Regions from separate parts of the Danio rerio genome. Here region 1 is linked to region 2. A link is a contact called in public HiChIP or PLAC-seq data. All regions are on one chromosome and are shown on one strand. The core of a region is the stretch at or near the end of the contact, and the rest is flanking DNA. Distances in the headings are between cores, read along the strand shown. Region 1 overlaps exoc6 (exocyst complex component 6). Region 2 overlaps jmjd1cb (jumonji domain containing 1Cb).

Region 1 (5,176 bases), core at 1,386-3,885, 490 kb before region 2:
ATTATCAGTATAAAAATAACAAAAAAACATCAGTGTGTGGACGTAAAAAAATTAACTTCATTAGTGTGGAAAAATTGAGTTATCAACCTAATTTCTTTGGGTTGCTACAAGTTAAATGTTGTTTTAAAGTAACTGACAGATATATTTACCTTTAAATTAGCCACATTTTTTAATTAATGTAATTATCAATATTTTCCTGTTTTGAAAACTTAATAAAATTATTCTGGCAACTTAAAAGTTTTAATCTTATCAGCATTTTAGAATTTTTAAGTTACAATAATGTATTTACATTTAAATTTACATTTAGTCATTTAGCAGATGCTTTTATCCAAAAAGGGCCTTATAAATGAGGACAAGGAAGCAATTTACACAACTAAAAAAGCAACAATGAATAAGTGCAGTAGGCAAGTTTCAGGTATGTAAAGTGTAAGAAGCAAAACATTAGTTATTTTATTTCATTTTATTTTTTTTTTAAATTTTTGTAATAAAGTTAGCGGTGAAGCCAGAGGCAATTGCAGATTAGGAAGGAAAGTGGAAACTAAATAGTTGAGTTTTTAGTTGTTTCTTGAAGACAGTGAGTAGAGCTGCACAATTAATCGTTAAAAGATCACGATCTCGATTCGACCCCCTAGACAATCTTAATCCAGCATTTCTATGATTCTGTCAATCCTATTGTCAAGGTCAGGAGAGAAGAAAAGGCGGCTGCACGAGTCTTTTTATTGTTTCACACATGTTGCTCAGTGACATTGACACCTCCAAATGATGTTAAATGAGTCACAAACTATATTTATAAGGTATAATTCACCTTAAAATGTCATTTTTGTCTTCATATAATGATGTTTTCGCGGCCGGGAAATCAAACGTGACGTGAGCTGTTATCACAGAGAGGGCGCGCGCGCGCGCGTCTACTTTAGTGAACAGAACCTGCATATGTTGCATATGTAATACAGTTGTAAATAATATTCAGTTTGGGGCACAGAGTGATCGTTTGGGAGCAACGCGTGAAGTATAAACAAGCACTTAGCAGTCAAAATGAAACCGAAAGTGTGCACTTCATTTAAATGATCATATCGCATTTTAGAGTTATGATTACAAGCATTTGATGTTTTTTCTTTCATAGCGAACCCACAGTTGTACATGAAAATAAATGTTTACAATGTTAGTATACCTACTTTAGCCTATATATTGTTGAATATAATCTCATAATGGTAAATGTCTGATTTTACCAGTGAATAAATTTGTCTTGTATAACAGATTGCAAGCATCTCAAGCATAATAATTCAACATTATAATTATTATAAGTAGAATATAATCATTTATAGAAACCAGTAGACCTAAACATAATAATATTATCGATGTTGTGCCATATGTTTGTTTTTACCATACCTTTATTTTACATCTACAGAATCGTGAGAAAATCGTGATCTTTATTTTAAGCAAAAAAATCGCGATTCTCATTTTAGCCGGAATCGTGCAGCTCTAACAGTGAGTGACTCTGCCGTTCTGATGCAGATAGGGAGTTCATTCCACCAACTGAACATATTGAATGCGAGAGTTCGGGAAAGTGATTTCTTCCCCATTTAGGATGGAACCGCAAGGTTCTGTTCATTCACAGAACGCAAGTTTCTGGAGGGCACATAAATCTTCAGAAGTGAGAGCAGATAAGGAGCAAAGTCAGATGTCTCTTTGTAAGCAAACATTAGAGCTTTGAATTTGATGTGAGCAGCAACAGGCAGCCAGTGCAAACGGATAAGTAGCGGAGTGACATGTGCTCTTTTAGGTTCATTAAAGACCACTCGTGCTGCTGCGTTCTGAAGCAGCTGAAGAGGTTTGATAGAGTTAGCTGAAAGCCCGGCTAGTAGAGAGTTGCAATAGTCCAGTCTGGAGAGAACAAGAGCTTGAACAAGGAGTTGAGCTGCATGTATTAAACCATTTAGTGGTAACAGAACTCTTGCGTTATTTTTTAGAGTGTGGTTCCTATATTCTGGACAGAGGAAAAAAATGCTACATGTGAAAGAAAATCGTAAAGATTAAATTGAGTTTATGAGTGTATTCAGAGAAGTTTAGAGGGTATTTTTTTTTTATATTCCCATTACCAATCTGAAAAAGCATAGTGTTAAATAAGGAAGCACTACTACTGCTTCTCTATAAGCTTCGCCTAGTGATAAAGAATGCATTTCTATTAAGCCGTCTGCTTTTGTTTCGTGCTGGTATGCTTTATGCAGGATAATTTTAAGGAGGTAAAGTCAGACTATTATGATTTAGTTAGATATTAGGATTAGTTAACTTTTTTCTGTGACGTTTGATGTCTCATCTGTATCTCAGTATGAATATTGTTTGGAAATTTGCCACAGATAACCTGAGTTCACTCTATTCCACTTGTTATGAAGAAAACTGTTTATTCAGCAGAAGTTCTAGGCAGCATATTTTACACTCTTGATCTTGTGATTACGGTGGGTTTGAAAACCAAACCTGCGTTGATTAAAGCCTTTAGAAAGCAGATCTACAGGACATGCAAATTTGTCAACATTCCAGCACAAGAAATCATGTCCCGAGGCGACGCATTCTGTACTAACATGCGCACTGATGGTTACAGATATGACAGCTGTATTTTCTCATTCCACAGACATCAGACATGTTACCTAACACACTTAACACTTAGCTTCCTTGCCTTTCATAATTTCACCTTGTAAAAGGTGTGCGGGAAAAGCACTTCATCATGCTGTGCATCAGCTTTTCCACTTCGTTGCACCATGTCTATGAATTAAAAAAATAAAATATGAATTACACACAATGGAAAAAGGTTTAAAAACTTTATAGTGTATATCCTTGACAAATTGAGTGTATTTCGTTTTTTTTGTTGTCAAATAAATGAAAAAAAACAATCATTCATTCATTTTCTTTTCAGCTTAGTACCTTTATTAATCTGAGGCTGCCACAGCGAAATAAACTGCCAACTGTGCTTGATAAGTTGGCGGTTCATTCCGCTGTGGCGACCCCGCATTAATAAAGGGACTAAGCCGACAAGAAAATGAATGAATGAATGAAGTTCTACTCGGTTGTGTGCATAATTTTTGTATGCACATCTTGGCATTTCCATCCAGAGTTTTTATGCGATATTCCAAAATGCACATAAAAATAGGTGGATGGAAACAAAGCTATTGATGTTTCAGAATGCTGACCTTTATAAACTTGACTTCCTTTAGCCTATTTTCTTAAAAAATGTATGTACTGTGATTAACCCTTATTCACCTGTCTATTGTTAGAGGTTTGGTTTCATCAATAAGCTTGTGTTACAACTAGGGGTGTAACGATACACTCAGCTCACGATACGATGTGTATGACGATATAATGTTCACGATTCGATATGTATCACGATATTTGGAATAAAAATTGAAAATTAAACTGAAATGCAAATTTTACCAAGTGAACTATTTTTTTATGTATTTCTTTTGTTTCAACTTGTTAAACTGAACCTTCTTTAAGAAAATAAATTAAACAGGCCTGTCTCTGGAAAATAAAACAATTTAAAAACTTCTTAAAAATATTATTGAAATGACAGAGACAAAATTAAAGAACAATTTAAGTAAAGGTGCAAAAAAAATAAGCTTTCTATTCAATTGAGTTTTACAGTTAGAGCTTAAGGCTTTGATTTCGTACTAGTACAATTGTAATTGCAGATATCTCTAATTGTCATTCTGACTAGTCGAATTCTAATTATGACTAGTCAAAATATAATTAGAGATATCTCTAAATATATTTATGGATAGTCAGAACAAAGGTTTAAATGCTAAAACGGCTTGCCATACGCGCGCGTCTATCATAGTCCGCCCTCTGTAGTAACAGCTCACGGTCAGCTCATGTCATGTTTGATTTTGCGGCGGGAACATTATATGAAGACAGAATGATATTTTAGGGTGAATTGTACCTTGTCAAAAAGCGGACGAGTCCAAAGCAATGACTGTACAACCGAAATGTTGCCAGACGTCTGATTTTGAGAGGATGGGCCATCCTCTATTTCAGCTCCACTCATCTTGGTCTGCTAACATTACTGCTGCTGCAATCTGAACTCACGTGCGACAGCAGGTGGAACGTAGCTCACGTGCAAACAGCTCAACTAATAAGAGAAACAGATGACATATCGTAATCAAATCGTCATAACGCCACGATGCATATTGTGACATTTTTGCATCGCAATAAATCGTACAACGATAAATCGTTACACCCCTAGTTACAACTTTGGTTTCATTAGCCACTCTGTGATGGTAGGCGTAGAAGTATTGATGTATAACATTCTGAATTTTCTCTTTGAGCCATAAGAAAAATAGTTTGTCTTTCTGCATGCTGTGTTTCTCTGTTTCCTCCTGGACCTCTTAGCAGTTGTCCGGAACCTTACGTTCTTTGGTCTGTTGAATTCAATAACAGGAAGGAGGAAACTCATTGTGAGCATGTCTCTGCTGATAGTAGCTCTGTGTGCGTGTGTGCAGATTCGCGGAAAGGATATCCCATTAAAGGGCGTAATCTGACCTTCTGAAAGGCAGTGGAAGTGGGTACCGATTTTAGAAAGCTTTGCATGTTTTCAGTAGAAAATGGCCCTCAGCGTTTTCCATCTGGGTGGCAGGAATTGGCTGTTTTGGTCTTTGGTGAGAGGAAATACATACGCGGGGATATGCAGTTAATGGACATCCAGATGCCACACTCGCTGCTGAGAGAGAGCCACATTTATCTGGATATGTAAATATCTGCTGCGCTCTATCCTCTCAATAACAAAACAAACACACAAGAAAAATGGCACCATTGAGAAAACATGTTTCAATGAAAGAGGAAGGATTTTAATGGTAGCACTTTATGTTTGCACAACCTCTGCAGGTCACCAGCATTATGTCGACCGATGAAGTAATTAAAATGACTAGAAATTGTAATGATAATTTTTGCGGCACAGTGGCTTAGTTGTTAGCACTGTTGCCTCACAGCAAGAAGGTCGCTGGTTCGAACCTCAGCTGCGCCAGTTGGCATTTTTGTGTGAAGTTTGCATGTTCTCCCTGTGTTGACGTGGGTTTCCCGAGTACTCTGGTTTCCCTACAGTCAAAAGACATGAGCTATATGTGAATTGGATGAACTATAGTGTTTGAGTGTTTGAGTGTATGTGTGTGTGTGCGTGCGTGCGTGTGTGTGT
Region 2 (4,987 bases), core at 950-3,449:
AAATGCTGGTTTTAAAATGTGCTTGATGTCATTGTTTAGGTATGATGATTTGATGAAGAACCTCCCCATGCCTGAATATTCAGACCCGGAGGGAAACCTCAACCTGGCCTCCCATCTGCCCACCTTTTTTGTGCGGCCGGATCTGGGCCCTCGCCTCTGCTGCGCATATGGTACTACAGCTCCCTCTGTCTCTCACACACTCAGACACACTTTTGATTTCTGGCTTATCTTGTTTTCTGTTTTGGTTTACCACATTTTACTTCAGTATTTATTACAATATTATGTTCAGTTACAGGAAGGAACATTTCCCAAAAGAAAAAGTGTAAAGAAAATTTGTCAATTTTAAATTTTGTTTTAAATTTTAGGTCAATAAAATAAAATAAAATAAGATAAAATAAGATAAAATAAAATAAAATAAATATTATTTTTATGACAATTAGGAATATTTTCCACCACAATCGACTGATTAAAAAAAAACATATGAAGAGTTCAGATGCAAAATCCTTTAAGTGCCATCTAAATTTTTTTTTTCTGAAATTAGCATTTTTTCTCAGCCTCTTATATTAATTTTCAGTTATTTTAAAGTCAATGAAAAACTTGTTCATTACCAAGAATAATAGAAAACTGCTCATTTCAGAAGAAAATTTCAGATTGCACTTTTATGCATTCATATTAAAATAAAACACGTGGTGTTTATTGTTTTTATTGTAATTATACTTCATTTATTTATATTTAAACTTAAATTTAAAAAGACTGAACCATATGGTGCAAATTAGGACTGTCAATTGATTTAAAAATGTTATGGCTCTAGTTGAAATCATGGTCCTTGGAAAATTATAATTATTCGCAAATTTTAAATATACAATTTAAACGTAGAAGTGTTGTGTTGAAATGAAATGCAGGACGAGTTTAAGAAAACAGATCATCTAGTTTTATCATCTTATTATTCTTATTATTTACAATATTTAACTTGCCGTGCAGTTGCCAGTTGTCATTGATTAATTGCGCCAAGGTAATTTTGGTCACTTCTGATGCCCAGTGGTCTCCAGTAAGTGCAATGAAAGTGCCTTCTGCAAATTGATTTACTTTTTTATTTTTGCCATTTTCTGTTGTACAATTCATGTAGCTTTGAATTAATAGTTAGCCTTAAAGGTAACTGGTACAGTAATGAACAATGTTGATGGATATGTGCATTGCCATTTAGTGATCAGGAATCAGTTAGGTTTGCAGTTGTTTGTTTGTTGGCAGGCCCATCAACAAAAAAATAAGCGCACGCTAATTTGGTTTTATCTGGAAGCAGTTTATAATGAAACTTTCCATTCAGCACACAATGCCTCATCATGTCTTGAGCCATCATATTACTGCTGTTTGCTGTACTCTTATTATCACACAATGAAAGGACTGTGGTGATGGCAAAACCCTTATCAAATCATTCATTTGTGTCAAAGAAATCTTTTTTCTCAAAGAAAGTCTTTATGTTGACATCCCAATTTAGTGTTCACATTTCTGTTCATATTTCTAAACATTAGCTTTAATATCTAATTTCTATTTACTGATTTATCTTTGCCATGATTACAGGACACAATATTTGACTAGATATTTTGAAGATACTAGTATTCAGCTTCAAGTGTGATTTAAATGCTTTAGTAGGTTAATGAGGTTAATTAGCCTATTTAGAGTAATTAGGCACGTCATTTTATAACAGTGGTTTGTTCTGTTGACAATACAACAACAATATTGCTTAAAGGTGCTTTTTTTTAATGAAAAGCTGCTTTTACCCTAGCTAAAATAAATCAATTAAGACTTTCTCCAGAAGAAAAAAATATTACAGGAAAAATTCCTTGCTAAACATCATCAACTGTATGTAAACCTTGATGCCTGAAACACAGTGAACTGAATGAAATATGATCCATGTCACAGGTGTGGCAGCGTCTCAGGAGCAGGATTTCGGCACTGCTAACCTGCACATGGAGGTGTCTGACGTGATCAGCGTGCTGGTTTACGTCGGAGTGGCAAAAGGGAATGGCGTCTTGTCCAAAACAGGTAAGTCTGAGATTCATCCGCCACACAACTGTCATTTACTGTCCATTAACTCAGTGAAAGATGTGGAGGGGGAAAAGCTTCCTGCTTGAACAGAAATGTTCCATAAACCCCTGAGCTCAGAGGAAGAAAAAAAAAACACAGAACATGGTTTCCACCCTGGAAACAATGAAATGTGAGAGATGCATCTGGAAGGAGTTTTCCCTGCCTGTGCATTGCCATAGCAGCACTGCAAAGAGCTTTTCTCTCAGCACTTAACGAGAGTGAATCAGTAAAACCTTCACATTAACAGAGGCTTAATATGAACTAAAATCCAGCTGGAGCTTTTATTTCTTCCACTCTCTTTCATCGTCTATAGTGGGATGTCTGCTACAGTAGGCAGATCTAAAACATTCAAGATTTAATGTTACATCTAAACATCATTGGTTCTCAGTCATTTTGACCCCAATTGTCCTAAACAGTAAAAAATATATTTGTTTCTGTCCAGAAATTATATATTAGAGCTTGTCAAAACTACAAAAATTCTTTCATATTTCTATATTCTTTGTAAAAATGCTCATGACATTTAAAAATTACATTGGTAACAAAAAAACTTACACAAATAATCAAATCAAATCACTTTTTATAGTCACATCATCAGCAGCACGAGTGCTATGATGAGTGAAAAGCTTAGGTGCTGGCTCCAGACAGTACAAAATACAGACAGTGCAAATACAACGACAGTGCAAAATATAGCAGCATACTCCTAAAAATAAATAAATAAATAAATAAATAAATAAATAAATAAATAAATAAATAAATAAATAAAGAGGACAATGTAAAATTGACAGCAATATGTACAATGTCCACATAGTTGTAGGCAGTATTGTTTTTTAAGTATGGATTGGTTAAAGTGCAGTGCATGCTACATATTGATGGTGTGCAGTGAGGGGTGTGGAAGAGTCTGTGTGGGGTGTGTTAAGTGTTCATCAGCCTGATAGTCTGAGGGAAGAAACTTTCCTTCAGCCGGCGAGTGCGTGACCGGATGCTGCGAAACCATCTGCCTGAGGGTAGCAGAGAGAAAAGTTTATGGCATGGGTGGCTGGAGTCGCTGATCATTTTTTTGGCTTTCCTCATGCACCGCCTGGTGTAGATATCCTAGAGGGAGGAAATTTCACCTCCTACTACGCGTCCAGCAGTTCGTACAATCCTATGTAGGCCTTTGCGATTGCTGCTGGTGCTATTTCCATACCAGGTGGTGATACAGCCAGACAGGATGCTCTCCTGTAATAAGTTTTTTCAACTTTAATTTTTACACTAATGCTAGGGTACAATGCACATGAGGATGATTATCAGCACAGTATGCACAGCCTGATTTTTTTCTACCCTCCATATATTAGTTAAATTAGACAAAATTAGTTTGTATGCAAAGTGGCAACACCCATGCCATGCACATTCTGGGAAAAACTATTTGGTAACACTTTAAAATAGTGGTTCATTAGTTCATGTATCTATTAACATGAACAAACAATTAGTAATACATTATTATATCATTTATTCATCTTCGTTATCGTTGGTAAACGTTATTTTAAGGGCACCTATGAATAAAATTATCTTTTGTAAGCTGTTTGGACAGAACTGTGTGGATTATTAGTGTGTCCACAGTCAAACTGGGGTATGACTTTAAAACAGGATCCAAATCCCTCCCATTTTGAGGCCCACCGCAACACGGCGTAGGAGTTTGGTTTCCTCACCCACCGAATTGATTGACAGACATGTATTAACATGTATCTGTAGTAATATGTATAATCAAATCCACAAGACAGGACATGCGCAATGCAACTGGGATTAAAAGATCTGCTCAGCTCGCTGTGATCATCCGCACCTCAAGAATGAGTTTTACAAGTATTTCGAGAGTTCACACTTAGATATTGCTTGACAACTGTAAGCAGGTTTGGCATGCTGTCCCGGGAGAGAACCCTGAGCTCGGAGATAGTTGAGCCCAGGGCTCCCGCCAGGTCCATAGAGCATGTGAGGGGAGTACGAGATCAGGTGGTTCTCGAGAGCTCCCCTTTTTGTAAAGGAGAAAAGGAGGAGAAAGGGGTTGATTGGGGGTTTCTTCGGAAAACGAAGATAAGGGAGTAAATCTAGCTAGGCTACTTATAGTGAGTTCGGATAGATCTGATTGGCTAACTAATGAGTGTAGTAGATAGGTGGCCAGCTGCAGTCAATTATATCACATGCTCCTCTCGAAATTAGTTTAAAAACTTCACAAAATGTTTATAAAACAGTGCATGTATGTAATAAAGACAGTAGAATCACTGCGTAATTCATCACCACAGGCACATTGTGTCAGCACAATTATAAAAGAAGATGCTGCAATCCTGGTTTGTGGATCAGGGTTATTTTGTAAATTAACATAATGGATGTCCATACAGCAGTGTATATTAATGTGTATCCTGTCACATTAGCCGAGACAAGTTTTATAACGACATTGTGTGAGACACATCGTTGCCAAGGCTAGAAATAACTTCACAACAAATATATCAAATAACCATTGGGAAACTTCTTGCTGTAGTAAGGGAGATCTGCTTCATTCTTGTCGGTCACTGTGCTGTTTATCTGGCATGAGAAGCAGCAGGTGTAGGCTACACGCACGTGGGAACGATGGCGTGGAGAACCAGCTTATTTGCATTAAAGGCACAGACAACAAAAACAGCTACATTGTCCAAACACCTCAAATTTCCGAGATTTAAAAAGATATATTCAATAATCTGATGGGTGTTTTGAGCTGAAACCCTACAGACACATTCCGGGGACACAAAAGACTTTTATTAAATCTTAAAAAAGGTTTGAAATAGGCGGTCTTTAAGTACGTGACAACTTTGCATTTTAATAATGCATTAGTAAATGTTGAACTATGATGAATAAATGCTTTACAAGATTATTCACACTTAGTTAATGTTAG

What was found. HiChIP or PLAC-seq counts read pairs in DNA pulled down with a chosen protein or histone mark.
Region 1: a contact with region 2 is called in an H3K4me3 HiChIP or PLAC-seq map of embryo, with 9 times the contacts expected there. The contact joins two enhancer-like sites. A contact is called at or near these places in 1 of 18 Hi-C or Micro-C datasets (hematopoietic stem cells) and 1 of 4 datasets of contacts at active chromatin or transcription factors (embryo).

What each region holds. Positions count from the first base shown.
Region 1 is chr12:9,632,675-9,637,850 of GRCz12tu, reverse strand. The region is part of intron 1 of exoc6 (exocyst complex component 6); the gene reads left to right. Among named protein-coding and RNA genes, the nearest start is that of exoc6, 7.7 kb to the left of the region's middle. Within about 2 kb of position 2,635, at least 3 of the 62 cell types and tissues checked have an H3K27ac peak or open chromatin away from gene starts, as enhancers often do.
Region 2 is chr12:9,147,138-9,152,124 of GRCz12tu, reverse strand. It overlaps jmjd1cb (jumonji domain containing 1Cb), which reads left to right. Exons shown (of 26, transcript XM_073918202.1): 21 at 40-170; 22 at 1,921-2,043. Among named protein-coding and RNA genes, the nearest start is that of nrbf2b, 22 kb to the right of the region's middle. Within about 2 kb of position 2,199, at least 4 of the 62 cell types and tissues checked have an H3K27ac peak or open chromatin away from gene starts, as enhancers often do.